Linked DNA regions of Gossypium hirsutum: regions 1 and 2 are each linked to region 3. A link is a contact called in public Hi-C data. All regions are on one chromosome and are shown on one strand. Each heading gives the region's core, a stretch centred on a gene start, on an enhancer-like site or on the middle of the called end of the contact. The rest is flanking DNA. Distances are from core to core; before and after follow the strand shown. Region 1 holds the start of LOC107939081 (calreticulin). Region 2 holds the start of LOC107903827 (protein SUPPRESSOR OF QUENCHING 1, chloroplastic). Region 3 holds the start of LOC107893624 (solute carrier family 40 member 3, chloroplastic).

What was found. Hi-C and Micro-C count contacts between places; a contact is called where the count stands out from the background.
Region 1: a Hi-C map of leaf shows a contact between it and region 3, with 1.9 times the contacts expected there. The contact joins the promoter of LOC107939081 here to the promoter of LOC107893624 in region 3. A contact is called at or near these places in 4 of 34 Hi-C or Micro-C datasets (callus, leaf and petal).
Region 2: a Hi-C map of leaf shows a contact between it and region 3, with 2.2 times the contacts expected there. The contact joins the promoter of LOC107903827 here to the promoter of LOC107893624 in region 3. A contact is called at or near these places in 15 of 34 Hi-C or Micro-C datasets (anther, hypocotyl, leaf and 2 more).

What each region holds. Positions count from the first base shown.
Region 1 is chrA13:79,205,523-79,210,224 of Gossypium_hirsutum_v2.1, reverse strand. It overlaps LOC107939081 (calreticulin), which reads left to right and starts at 1,261. Exons shown (of 13, transcript XM_016872364.2): 1 at 1,261-1,420; 2 at 2,134-2,434; 3 at 2,522-2,777; 4 at 2,860-2,916; 5 at 2,997-3,044; 6 at 3,136-3,222; 7 at 3,297-3,354; 8 at 3,451-3,518; 9 at 3,607-3,702; 10 at 3,791-3,835; 11 at 3,916-3,945; 12 at 4,033-4,140; 13 at 4,227-4,475. The coding sequence starts at 1,321. The coding sequence ends at 4,238.
Region 2 is chrA13:79,972,302-79,976,854 of Gossypium_hirsutum_v2.1, reverse strand. It overlaps LOC107903827 (protein SUPPRESSOR OF QUENCHING 1, chloroplastic), which reads right to left and starts at 2,083. Exons shown (of 28, transcript XM_016829998.2): 1 at 1,502-2,083; 2 at 1,127-1,227; 3 at 942-998; 4 at 766-860; 5 at 533-632; 6 at 67-125. The coding sequence starts at 1,847.
Region 3 is chrA13:79,669,799-79,674,082 of Gossypium_hirsutum_v2.1, reverse strand. LOC107893624 (solute carrier family 40 member 3, chloroplastic) reads left to right here and starts at 2,979. Exons shown (of 13, transcript XM_016818663.2): 1 at 2,979-3,762; 2 at 3,978-4,194; 3 at 4,284. The coding sequence starts at 3,596.

The DNA.
Region 1 (4,702 bases), core at 12-2,511, 460 kb after region 3:
TTTTCCTTGGTTCAAGTAATGTTGGATTACTTTACCTATTTTAGTTATTTTGAGTTAGAATAATTTTTAAATTTGGATTTTTATTTTTTATAGTCAACTTGAATTAAATTATATTTAAATTTAAATTAATCAAATAAAAATTTTAAATTTAACTACTCTATTGAATTTTTCAATGAATATCTAATGATAGAATTATTTTAGTTTTGATATATTAAAATAATTCTTAAATTTCATTAATCAAATTTGTAAATTTTAATTTGATAATATCTAAAATATTTTCAGATGTTATAAAACATATAATCATGTTTCTAAGGGCCCTAACATTATAAACTTTCAAAATGTTGTAAACCTTTTTAAATCAATTTTATATTTATAAGTACCGATAACTTCTAAAGATATCTAACAAAACTTTCAAAAGAAGCAACGTATCGAAATTTATAAAATAAGTATCAAAACTTATATTTAAAATAAATTTTCTTTTTACTTTTATAAAAATAATATATTTACATTATTATATTTAAATTTCATTTAAAAATATAAAATATTAGGTTAATAAGAACTAAATTATGATATAAATAATTTTTAGATATTGTATAAAAATATTTTTTAAATATCAAGTAAAATATTTAAGATTTAATTTTTCAAACATCGATTTGAGATGAAAGTTTTTTTAAAAAAAAAAAGATTTTTATGCATAATAAATATTATATTACAGTTCTATGCTATTTTCTCATATTACTAGACTCAAATTCACATTTAGTATCTATCTAAAACGTAAATATCTAAACAAATTTACAAATTTTCTTTTACCAATAGATGCCATAAATTTTAATGGAAGTTTCGGGATGATAAAACTGAAACCCAACCGCTAATACGAGACCAATTAAGAGACGTAAATAATCTGCTGCTACGCCTCAAACCAACGTCTAGGTGGACGGCCTCTACAGTTCTGTGGATCATTGCCTGCTTGCCACATGTAACACAATTCCGCTGAAATGAGACGTAACGTACTCCTAGCCTAACAAGGCAAAATCCTCCTACGTGTCACGTGAAATTCCTAGCCAATAAATTTTTGCCACGTCAACTTAGTGACACCTGTGAATGACATGTCATCAAGCCATTGGCTTCAGTCATTAACTTCAGTCCACGTCATATTTACAGAAAATAATAATACCTCGTTTTAACTGGGCCGTAAAAAGTAAAAAGTAAAAAGGAAGAAAACCATTGAAACGCAACGAGTATTATATAAACGGTACCAAAACAACCCATCAGACTATCAGTGCACTGCAGTTCTACATTCTCGCTCCGTGGAGTTCAGCTATGGCGATTCCTAAACGGATCCCTAATTTTATCTCTCTAATTCTTGTCTCTTTCTTCGTCATTGCCTCTGCTGAAGTATTCTTCGAAGAGCGTTTCGATGGTAAACTCTTTCTCACTCATTTTCCCCCCGCTTTCTAATACTCAATCTACATGCATTGAATCTTAACGTTTTAGATTGTTTTTTTTTGTTTGAATCTTTTTTTTTATTTAAGAGGTTTTGATATTTTAACTTGACGTAAATGAATGGATCGGTGATTTTTAAATGTTAAGTAGGTGATCTGGCTGTTTTCGATGGTTCCTTTACTCGAATGATTAATTTCGTTTAAAAGATGTAGTGAGTCGAGTAGATCTACACGTAATATGATTCCATAAAAGGCTCTAATTATAAAAATATATAAATTATTAGAAATGTGTTTGAATTCTTTGAGAAATGGGTGTGAATTTGTGTATTGTGTTTCAATTGTTCTGTAACTGTAGAGGATAATTGGATGAAATGATGATTAATATTATCATTCTGCTTTAGTTTATGTTATTTTTTTGTTATTTGATATATCTTGAGAATGAAAACACTAGTTCTTAGCAAAATTAATTAGATGTTATGGTCTTTTAAATCAGGGTAGATATCAGAGTCTAGCTAATGTGTTCCTACTACTTAACGTACTATGCATGGCTGCGTTACTAAAATTTTGCTTTCCCTTTAACAAACGAGAAGCTGCTTATGTTTTTATTGTACGTTTCACTGTTTTCAAACAGAAGAATTTGACCTTTTCTTTTTCTGGCTGATTTTGCATTTCTATTGTTTTTAAACCAAAGATGGATGGGAAAGTCGGTGGGTAAAATCTGACTGGAAGAAAGATGACAACATGGCTGGGGAATGGAATTACACTTCTGGAAAATGGAGTGGGAATCTTAATGACAAAGGTATTCAAACTAGTGAAGACTACAGGTTCTATGCTATTTCGGCTAAGTTCCCAGAAGTTAACAACAAGGGCAAGACTCTAGTCTTCCAATTTTCTGTCAAGCATGAGCAGCAGCTTGACTGTGGTGGTGGTTACATGAAACTACTCAGTGGTGACATTGACCAGAAGAATTTTGGTGGTGACACCCCATACAGGTTTTACTTTATGATCTAACCTCTTGGTATCTCTAAAAGATTTTATTGCAGATTTACTGATTTTTTTGTAATGTTGGTTGGGTGCAGCATTATGTTTGGGCCTGATATCTGTGGAAGCACAAAGAAAGTACATGCTATTCTTCATTACAAGGGGACAAACCACTTGATGAAAAAGGAAGTTCCATGTGAGACTGACCAACTTACTCATGTTTACACATTTATTCTGCATCCGGATGCTACTTACAAAATTCTTATTGATAATGTTGGGAAACGAACTGGTAGCTTGTACACTGATTGGGATCTTCTCCCACCGAAGAGAATCAAGGATCCCAGTGCAAAGAAGGTATTAGTCAGAATTGATGTCTTTTTGGTTTTATTTTATCATATGAATATTTGATACAACTAAGAACTTCGCATGATGGCAGCCTGAAGATTGGGATGACAAGGAATTCATCCCTGATCCTGAAGACAAGAAGCCAGAGGTAACAACCTTCGTATTTTAACCCTTCCATGGTTTTGTTATGCTTATGCAAGCTAACCTCTAGTTTTTGATTTCCCATAGGGTTATGATGACATTCCAAAAGAAATCCCTGATCCTGATGCTAAGAAGGTAGTCATTTAATGCTTCAGTAATGCTTCTATTATAAAAAGGGCATGCCTTATTTGTAATAAAGGTTAATGGTTAAAATTATTTACACCAGCCAGAAGATTGGGATGATGAAGAAGATGGTGAATGGACACCCTCAACAATTCCCAACCCAGAGTACAATGGCCCATGGAAGCCTAAGGTTCGTGAAATCCCTGTCTAATTGCAGCATTTAATTTGACATTTTATGTGTAACAATTCTTTTTCTATCTGCAGAAAATCAAGAACCCCAACTACAATGGCAAGTGGAAGGCTCCAAAAATTGACAACCCAGGTTCATCGCTATTTCCTGTGTAGTGTTTTTTTTCTTTTCTTATCAATTAAAAATTTTTCAAGTGATTTATTACTGTGTTTTTTATGTGGTTCACAGACTTCAAGGATGATCCTGATCTTTATGTTTTCCCCAACTTAAAGCATGTTGGTATTGAATTGTGGCAGGTATCACTTTTTTTCTCTCTACATCTATCCTATTATCATTCCATGCCATTTTAGAACTATAACAAGATAAATGTTTGGTTTTTGTCAGGTAAAATCTGGAACATTGTTTGATAATATCTTAGTTGCTGATGATGTTGAGTATGCCAAAAAGCTAGCTGAAGAAACATGGGGCAAGCAGAAGGATGTATGTCAATCTATGTATTCAAACTGTTCTTGTTGACCTTATTTTTGGGGGTGATTGTGCTTGTGGTTGATTTGATTGGCTTTTGCAGGCCGAGAAGGCTGCATTTGAGGAGGCAGAGAAAAAGAAAGAGGAGGTATATTCTTGACTATCAAGTGTCATACTTCTGCCTTGTTTGCAGTTCTCTCTTTCTAACTGATGTAACATGACCTTCAGGACTCCAAGGATGACTCCGCAGATTCTGATGTAAGTCTATAACATGCCTTGTTAATGATATAATTTTACTTGGATTGCCATCTTTCTGGTTTTCATTGTGTTTAACGGATTATCCAGGTGGATGATGATCATGGTGATAGTAGTAGTGATGATGGTGAAGGAAGTGAGTCTGATTTCGATAGCAAAGCAGACGCAAGCAAAGACAGTGTTGAGAAAGACGTACATGTAAGTAGTTCTTTTCCTTTCTGCATTTGCCTATATATAGTTTTTGGATGCCTCATTAATCAAAATGATTATCCCTTTGAATGCAGGATGAGCTGTAAGGTCAATCTGGTATAGAGAAAGCGCCGCAAAAGTGCTCTTCAAAGGATCTCCATTTCTCTTTTTATTTTTTATTTTTAATCTTTGCAGCTGTAGGAGTAGAGGGGAAAGGAATTGCCATTGCAGTTTGCGTGCACATTGCTGTCTTGATCTGAATTTTTTTTTCTTTAACTTTTGTTAAGGCTTTAGAAACAAAGAGGTTTTATTCTATGCTCAAGATTATGAAATAGTTTAAACTATGCCTATGAATTTTGATAATAATTTGATAGTCTGATCCTCTGAACTCGAATTTCATCTAACAGAAGTTTATTATTAAAGGACTTGACTTAAACAAAAATTGAAACGGTATAAATATTTCGGATTCAAATTTATTTGAATTCAAAAAGATATAAAAATTTTAAAAAATTGGAATTATTTTTATATAAATTAACTAAACTCAAAATTAATTAAAATGTCTTATGGGGAG
Region 2 (4,553 bases), core at 834-3,333, 300 kb before region 3:
AAAGAAAATAAAGAAGGAAGTAAAGAGCAAAGTAAATAGAAACAAACATGAATATAGATCACTTACCTCATTTTTGCTGCATTAGCAGCCTGTACTCCAGCCAAAGCATCTTCAATAACAAGACACTGGCAAATATAGGTAGAGGTCATATTTCCCAGCAGAAGAATTACAATGGAACTTTAGGAAACGAAGAATTTTAAAAACAGAAGCTCTGCAGTATTATTGTAACAAGAATATAAAATTCTCCAAGCAAGTCATAAAGCTATCAAAGTTCAGCTAACAGACAGTGTACACCACCCACAAGAGAAATGGGAAGTATGTTAGGTGCATGAGACATGGCAAAATCAGTAAGTTTTTAATACTTTTTGGCACACAAAGAAGAAAAATACATTTTCTATTTCACATAAATTCCAATAAAAATTGCAAAGAAAAATAAATGCTGCAATATCACCATTCTCATGCAGCGTAACTTTGGTCAATGAAAAGGGAAGAAAATAGTTGCAATTGGTAGAGGGGAGAGAACTAGATATACCTCATCAGGGGAAACGTCTAATATCTTTGATGCAGCTAAGAAAATATCTGGAGCAGGTTTCAGATTCTCAAAAGCATCTGCTGACACAATAGCATCGAACCTGATATATAAAGGCTAGAACCATAATAAGAACAAGAAAAAAAAAAAACAGATTGATGCTGCAAAGCTAAAAATGTAAATATACAACCAATATATTCATCCAAACAACTATATTAGGTTGGCAGTTGGCTTACATTGATAAGGGCAATCCAGCAGCAGCTAAGTTAGCATCTACCTTGACACGATCAGCACTGGATGCAACAGCCACTTTTAGGCCTTTGTTTTTACACTGTCACACAGAATATTCCATCATATGATCATAAACCTGAGGTGACATCATTATCTCTCCAGTGACAATTGGCTTACGTACCTCATTAATGAGCTCAAAAGCACCTGGAAATCCTATTCCAGAATTAGGTTTTGCATACTACAAGAAGGAAAGAACTTTTTGTGTGAAAATTTGTTCACTGAAAAACACTAAAAATGGGCATTGTATGATTGTCCTTTCATAAGAAGAAAGAATAACTCTCCATATAAAAACTAAGTGCTGATTACCTTATCAAGATATATCTCAAAGAATCTCTTTTTTGCTGCCTCAGTGTTAAATTCTTTAACACCCTTAACAGAAGCAACGCCTCCTAAAAAGTTTGCTTCACCTGGTATATCAGTGAAGTAGAAATATGCAGGTAAAGTTAACAGCTCTTCATGACATCAAAATTAATTGACAATAAATCAGAAGAACTATTTGTCGCAGATTTACATATTTATGAAGAACTCTTTGAAACACATTTACTTCTTAATCAGCACCATACAATTAATCACCTACATTCCTCAAAATTCATACTTTTCCGAATCACTCAAATTTATGGAAGACTATCCATAACAGGAGAAACTTAAAATAAATATCAAGGGATCAAACTAAAATTTTACCCATTCCAGTGAAAGGAGCAAAGTCCTCCGCAATGACTTGGACACCCATCTCTGCAAAAACATCAACAGCAGCCTTTCTAGAAGGGTTCTCACTATTGCACAACACTCCATCCATGTCAAAAAGTACAGCTGTCACCTTGCCCCACTCTTGTTTACTAGTTTCTTTCACATTCTTTTCTTCCACCTTAACACATGCCTTTACCACCATTTTCCTTGTAAAAATTCTGCACTTGGATCTCCATTGAAAGAAGGAGGTTGCTGTTGAGATGGGTTTGGGTGATGAGAAGAAGGAGAGCTTTGTTGGATCAGATAGAGCAGTTGGAGTTGACAATAGTCTCACGGCCATAGCACAAACTCAGTTTTCTGTTTGAGTGGCGGTAACTGGCTCCTGGAAAGGAGCTTTTCAGGATTAAATTGTTTGGGTTTTTTTTGGTGGACTAAATCATCCTTGATGTAATTAAAACAGACCTTTGATTTGTTGGGCTAGTTGTCCTTGTAGTGCACTGAAAATGGTTGGATGGTGTTTATACTATAAGTAGTGGTGGAGATGAAGCTTCGTCTTCTGCTGATTATTTATTTGGTTGCCAATAATTGGTGCTTTATCCAATGCATTTGTATGGGTCTTAGTGACATTAAACTAGTGACAGGGGCCCACTAAAAATAGATAATGATAATTGGAGTAAAATTTGGTAAATACTCCATAATAAGTGTTTCCTCACCGTTAATATAAAAGGAAGTATTGTATGAAATTATGGTTACACCTAATTTTATCTCTTTTCAATAGAAAAATAATTAATTTTTAATTTTTCTTCTTTTAATATAATATATATATATAAATAAAAGATAATTGTTGTTTACCTTGAGGATTTAAATATTATTTTTAAAATATAAAAAATTAATTTTAAAAAAATTGAGATGAAAGATATTATAAAAACAAAATTTTGTTTCGGCCTATACATTGAGTATTTAAATGATGAAATTCATATCCATCAGTCAACTTATATAAAAAAAATCTTAAAGAAATTTTACTTGGATAAATCATATTCATTGAATACCTCAATAGTTGTAAAATCACTATATGGGAATAAAGACTCATTTCGTCTTGATGAAAATGATGAAGAATTTTTTGGTCATGAAGTACCATATTTAAAAGTTATAGACTTATAAGGCATTAGTGTATCTTGAAACAACACACGACCTGATATAACATTCATAGTGAACTTGTTAACAAAATTTAAATTCTTCTCAAACACAGAGACATTGTATGAAATTAAACATGTATTTAGATGTCTTAGAAGAACCATCCATATGGAATTATTTTATCCAAGTGGAAGTTGAATTATTCTTTCTTTTTTCTACTATTCTCTTTTGTTCTTTATAATGATATTAGTTTATAATATTTATGAAATAATTAAAAATAATTTATAGTTATTTCAAATTATATTTTTATTAATAAAATAATATATCACAATATTTTATTTTTATTTCTTTATGACTTAATAATATATCATTTAGTACTAGAGTATGACATTTTTTTTATAACTCCCCCATACTTGACCCGATCGTCGGGTCAAGATATCAAAAGGCTACATTTGTTGTTGAAGCAATGATAATTAAATTAAATTCATTTCATCAATTCATTCAAGTTATTGGGGTCATTAAACATTTCTAATATAATTCAAACACATGTCTAAATTTTATACGAGCTTCTAATAGCTCTTTTAATAGTCAAACACAACAACGTGGAACCCTCGATGCTGCGACGTCACATATTGACTTATGTCATCGAGACGTGGTAATCTTGATGTCGTGACGTGCATTCTATTTTTAAAATTTTTCCATTTCTTCAAATTTCATCACCTATAACCCTATTCAAATATCAAATTTCTACCAATTCAATCAACATTCCATTCATATAAGTTCAATTCCAATCTCAAGAACACATAATTCATCATAAACTCATTCAAAAAGGCTAAGTTTATAATGTTAACAAAGAGTTTCAAGTTCTACAATTAAGTTCAACAAAAGGCTTATATTCACAAATTAACTTTACCTATGGACATATCATAGTTGATGTCGATCCTCCACTTTAGAACTTCAAGTCTAATCTTTACCTACGTATTGGAAAGTAACGTGTTAAGCTTATGACAACTTAGTAAGTATTACAAGAATTAAACTTTCTATTTAAGATTTAGCTAACATTAGAATATGTATAATTTCATAAAACTAATACTAATAAATAAGAATCATTTCGCAAGACGTGAATCACATACCGGATCCATTGACAATTTTCTCTTACCATATTTCATTGATATAGCCCATTGTAGACTAAACATAACATAGAGGATATACGAAACAATCACAGTATTGCACCTAAGTGCTACTTTTCATCGCATTGAAGTGCCACATTTCATTTGCACGCATAGACTTCCTAATGGTATGCCATTCATATCCTATTAGTTATCATTTCGTCTATATGGGCTTTTATACAATTATTCCTTTATATACACTCTATCAAATGAAAATCACTTAAACTTACACTTTCTACAATTTAGTTCTTATTGTCATGAAATTCATTATACTTCGTAATTCAATCACACTTTGATTTTTCACACATTCATTTATTTTTTACACTTCATTCACAATCCAATTTATTAAATTTTCAGTTGTCATAACAAATTTGTACACTACACAATTTAGTTTTTTTTTTACTATTATTTCAGTATGTTAAATCAATTTTTCATATAATCAAAATTCAACTATATTCATCACTATTTATTAAAGATTTACGCACATAATATTACCATATTTTAATTAAATTAACTAATTTAACATAATCTATACCTAAATTAAAATTAAATCATTCATGTTAGTTTGGATAAAATCTTTTTTTCTTTCTTTACTCCTTAACCATTGCCTTTCCTTTTTCTTCAATCAATCCTTCACTTTTCTTCTCTTTTTTTTTTTATTCTTTATTTTTTATTTCCATATAAAAACATATAAGATTTACTTGTTAGAATCATAATCAAATAATATATCTATGCTATTTAAA
Region 3 (4,284 bases), core at 1,730-4,229:
TGATAGATTGCTCGTTCGAGAATGAGCAACCCGTGGCCACTTTCCATATTTATCAATCCACACAATGCCAATGAGAGGATATCATTAACTCTTTAATTTAGCTATGAATTCCATTGTTACTAGTAAAGTCATACCATACATAAGTCATGTACCCAACATACCGGCTATGGGCTCGATCATCTTTAGAGCATAAGCCTCCACTATCGATGCACATGAGTTGCATACACATAGTCAGTGACTAACTCAGGGTTTAGGTAAATCACACTATGAACGTCACAAGTGAATTAATTCACAAACGAATCCAGAATTAATTCATCTTGGGTCCATTCTAATGTATCATTCTACCAATGAGTACATCTATGTCTTTACCCGTAGATTCAACTGCTCCGCTAGCCGAGACTAGCCATCTCCCCGTGTAGATGACATAATAATCCTTCTTAGTATTTGAATCAAATGCTCACTTTGATTCTTTTACAGGATTAGAGGGTGTAAATACCATCTTCCAAAGATCCTACAACAACAAGAAAGCATATTCAAGCAAAAAGATCAATCAAACAACCTTTGTGCCAAATATTTCCATACTTTTCTTTTATAAATTTGTGAGCTTTATTTCGTTTTATTTGCTCTAGTGTTTTTCATTGTAGATGAGCTTAAATTGCAAACACTTCGATCTTGTAAGGATTATTTCTTTGTCTGCTTCTTTACATCTCTTTGAGAGGGTTTGTATCTTAAGGTTTGGGTAGAAACCTTAAAGGAGTTTGTAAGGTTAGACTTTATCCTTAAAGGTTATCAAATTAGTAAATTTGGAAAAATCTTTAGTTGTGTAAATCTAATGTGGTAGAGTAGGCAATTGGGGCCGAACTACTCTAAATTCTTGTATTCAATTTTCTATCCTTTCTCTCTAGCTTTTGCAAGATTTTTAAAAGCCAATTCACCACCTCTTGGAAATTTCAGTTTGATTTATTGCGCTAATAGTTTGCGAACTAGAATTTGAAATTGAATTTTAAAATTTTAGCTTTGAAATTTATGATTTATGAATTCCTTATTTCCAAATCATTTGTTCGGAAATTAAAATATTTAAAATTCCAAATTTTGAATTAATCTAAATTCATTGTTTGAATAATTCAAATATAGATTTGGATTTCAACTACTTCTAAGCTTTAAAAATGTTTTTTTAATTTAATTATTTAGGAGGATTTTGAACATTGTTATTTGAATCAAACTGGAACGATCACCGATATCGGTTTGGAGAAAGGCATTAGACCAGTTAACTTGGGAATTGATCTGGACTGGTTGATTGGGTGGTTGAACTTTTCTTTTAAATTTTTATTATTTTTAATTATTTATTTAATAGAATCGTACAGACCAGTCGAACTGATCTTACCAGTTAAATCGATCGAATTAGTTGAAGTAGAAAACTAGTGATCTAATTAGTTCGATCACTAATTCGATTTTAAAAAACCAGACTAGAACAACTAGTCAGACCAATTGCATTAGGTATAAGAAGAATAATGTGTAAATTAAAATTCAAGGGTTTAAAATTAAAATTGTGAAAATTATGGTATAAATGAAATTTTTGAATATTTATATTGTATTAAATTAAATGCATGAAGCTTCGCCGTTGTTTTTAGAATCGGATCGACCAATCAGACCGATTAATCAGGAATTGGTTGGAGTACGAGTCTAAAATAAAGGATCAGATTGATTGACTCATGGACCAGTTAAATCGACAATTGAACTAATTGAACCGATTTTATCTATTTTAATTTTTGAATAATTTATTAATTGAACCGATTAGATCGGTCAAACCAGGAACAAATGGTCTAACTGATTTGCTCATCGATCCAATTTTGAAAATCTTAAACTTCGTTGATGATATATTATAAGTAAAATTATTTATTTATTGTTTGGGCTTAAAAGGAAGTGTGAAAGAAGAGAGAACAATTTTTTTTTTAATGATTCTTGGATGTTGAAAATTGTAAGTTTTAAAATGGATTTTGAAATCCAAAATTTAATTTTTATGAAATTAGACTTGGATTTATTCAAATTCAAATCCAACTTTTTATTTATTATCCAAATAAAAAATTTTAAATTTTAAATTTTAAATCCAAATATATTTTTTTTACCCAAATCATGGTTTGAAAATAAACCATTAAACAACTTTTTATTTTTTTTTTCTCCAAAGTTTGGTAGGGGTGTTCAAGTTTCAGTTAAAAACAAATTAACTAATCGAACTGATCTAATTTGGTTAATTAATCGGTTAACCGATCTAGTTCGGTTAAAGGTTGGTTAAAAGTTTTTTTAAAATTTCAGTTAATGATTAATTCGGTTTAAAATTGGGTAATTAGCTAAATTAACCAAACTTTATAAATAATATTATAAATTATATGTATTAGGCTATTACTAATTCGGTTAAATGAGTATTATCAATTTAATTATTTTTTATATATTTTATACTTATTTTAACAAAAAAAATCAATTTCAGTTAATTCGATTAACCAACTGAATTAACTGAAATATTTCGATTCAGTTAATTTTTGTTGAAAAATTTTTTGTTCGATTAATGGTTAAAGAATTAAAAAGTCCGGTTAATATTAGTTTAATTTGATTAACCGTTTGAACACCCCTAAAGTTTGGAATTAATTATTAATTTATTTTTATAAATGTTTTGAAATTTTTGAATATTTGAATATTTTATTATTTTTTAATATTAATATCATTATAAATTGTTTATCATATCCATTTTTCTAATACAATAGTTAAAATAAAAAGATAATATATTTAAGTGCATTCAAATTTACGTCTTTTTACACTAACAATAATATTAATATTAATCCAACTAACACTCAATTAATTTTTTTAATTCAGACAATGGTACATGATCATACCACGGATTATTACAAGGATTTTTTTGTGTATTTATTCCAAAAAAAAATCAAACTTCTTTTTTTGGTTATTATCATGGAAACTACTAGAATGTCATACTTGTAAATGAATTTCAAAAGTTTCGTACATCAAATGGCAACTTAGCTTGCCGTCTTTACACTGATTGTTGAGGAAAGGAAAATTAGTAACTAGGCTTTAATGGACCCACTTCCACAAGGGTGCCGCCACCCTTCAAATCTAGTGGCCACAAAATCTTTCCGCTCACCGCCGGACTCTTACGCAACAAATCATGCCACGGATAACCCTCCCATCATTTCAGCTTTCCCAAACCCTTCTTTCTTTCTGCCCCTTTAAATTGAAGGCTATATACAGGTACCAGATTGTTTTTGTTATCTAGAAACTCAAAAGCTCCTTTTGATTTCCTTGTGGCGCCAAACCCAGATAGCCTTTTTTGTATCTCAAAAACCAAACCAGTTCATTTCAGCAGTTAGAAAAAGGTTCCAACTTTTGTTTCTTTGGACTCATTTGAACCTAAACCCTGATAGGATTTGCTGTCTAACTAAACCCCAAGAGCGGTAAAATTTGCTCCTGATTGCTATTCAATTTGCTTTCTTCACAGCTGCATGAGTTTAGAAAAACTCAAAAGTGGGTATTGGTGCTTCAATTTCTGGAGCAATAACAAGTTAAATAAGCAACAGCTGAAGCTAGCATGGCAATGGTCGCGGTTACAAATTCTCAGCTCTCTTTCAATTTGTTTAACTTTTCTGTTTCTAGGAGAGAAGCCTTTATATCGAGACAAGCTGCTTCTGGAATTCACCATCGCTTCTCTTCTAGCCGATGGTTGAGTCTCAACTCCCCTCCTACTAATACTCATAGGTAACTCTTTAATTTGTTCTCTTAATTTAAATGTGGCAAAATGTTCTCTCTCTCTCTTTTTTCTTTTTTGATGTAATGTCTTATTGCATGAAGGACTGGTGATTCAAAGTCGAATTAGTCTGCAATTTGCCCTGAGAAAGCTATTTTTATTATATTTGAGATATTTGAATGAGGCAGCTAACAATTTTTTTTATTTGGTTTGTTTTTCTGTTTAGTCGTAGTTTTGACAGCTTTAAATTGAGATGTTCAATAACAAATACTGATGTGCATTTCAACCACGTGGCTATCGAGGATGAGGATTTATCAGCAACAGATAGTGATTGTTGTTGTACAACACCAATACTTCAGCTTAAATCTGATGTTCTTGAGACTGAATCTTTGAATATACTAACTGGGGATGCATATGTAGATAGTCTCTTAACAACACTCCCAGTATGTTCCTCTCTGTATATCAGTTTATTTACGACTCGAGTGTAAATCCAACAACATTTTCCTATCATTTTATTCTTTTTCTTGCCTAGG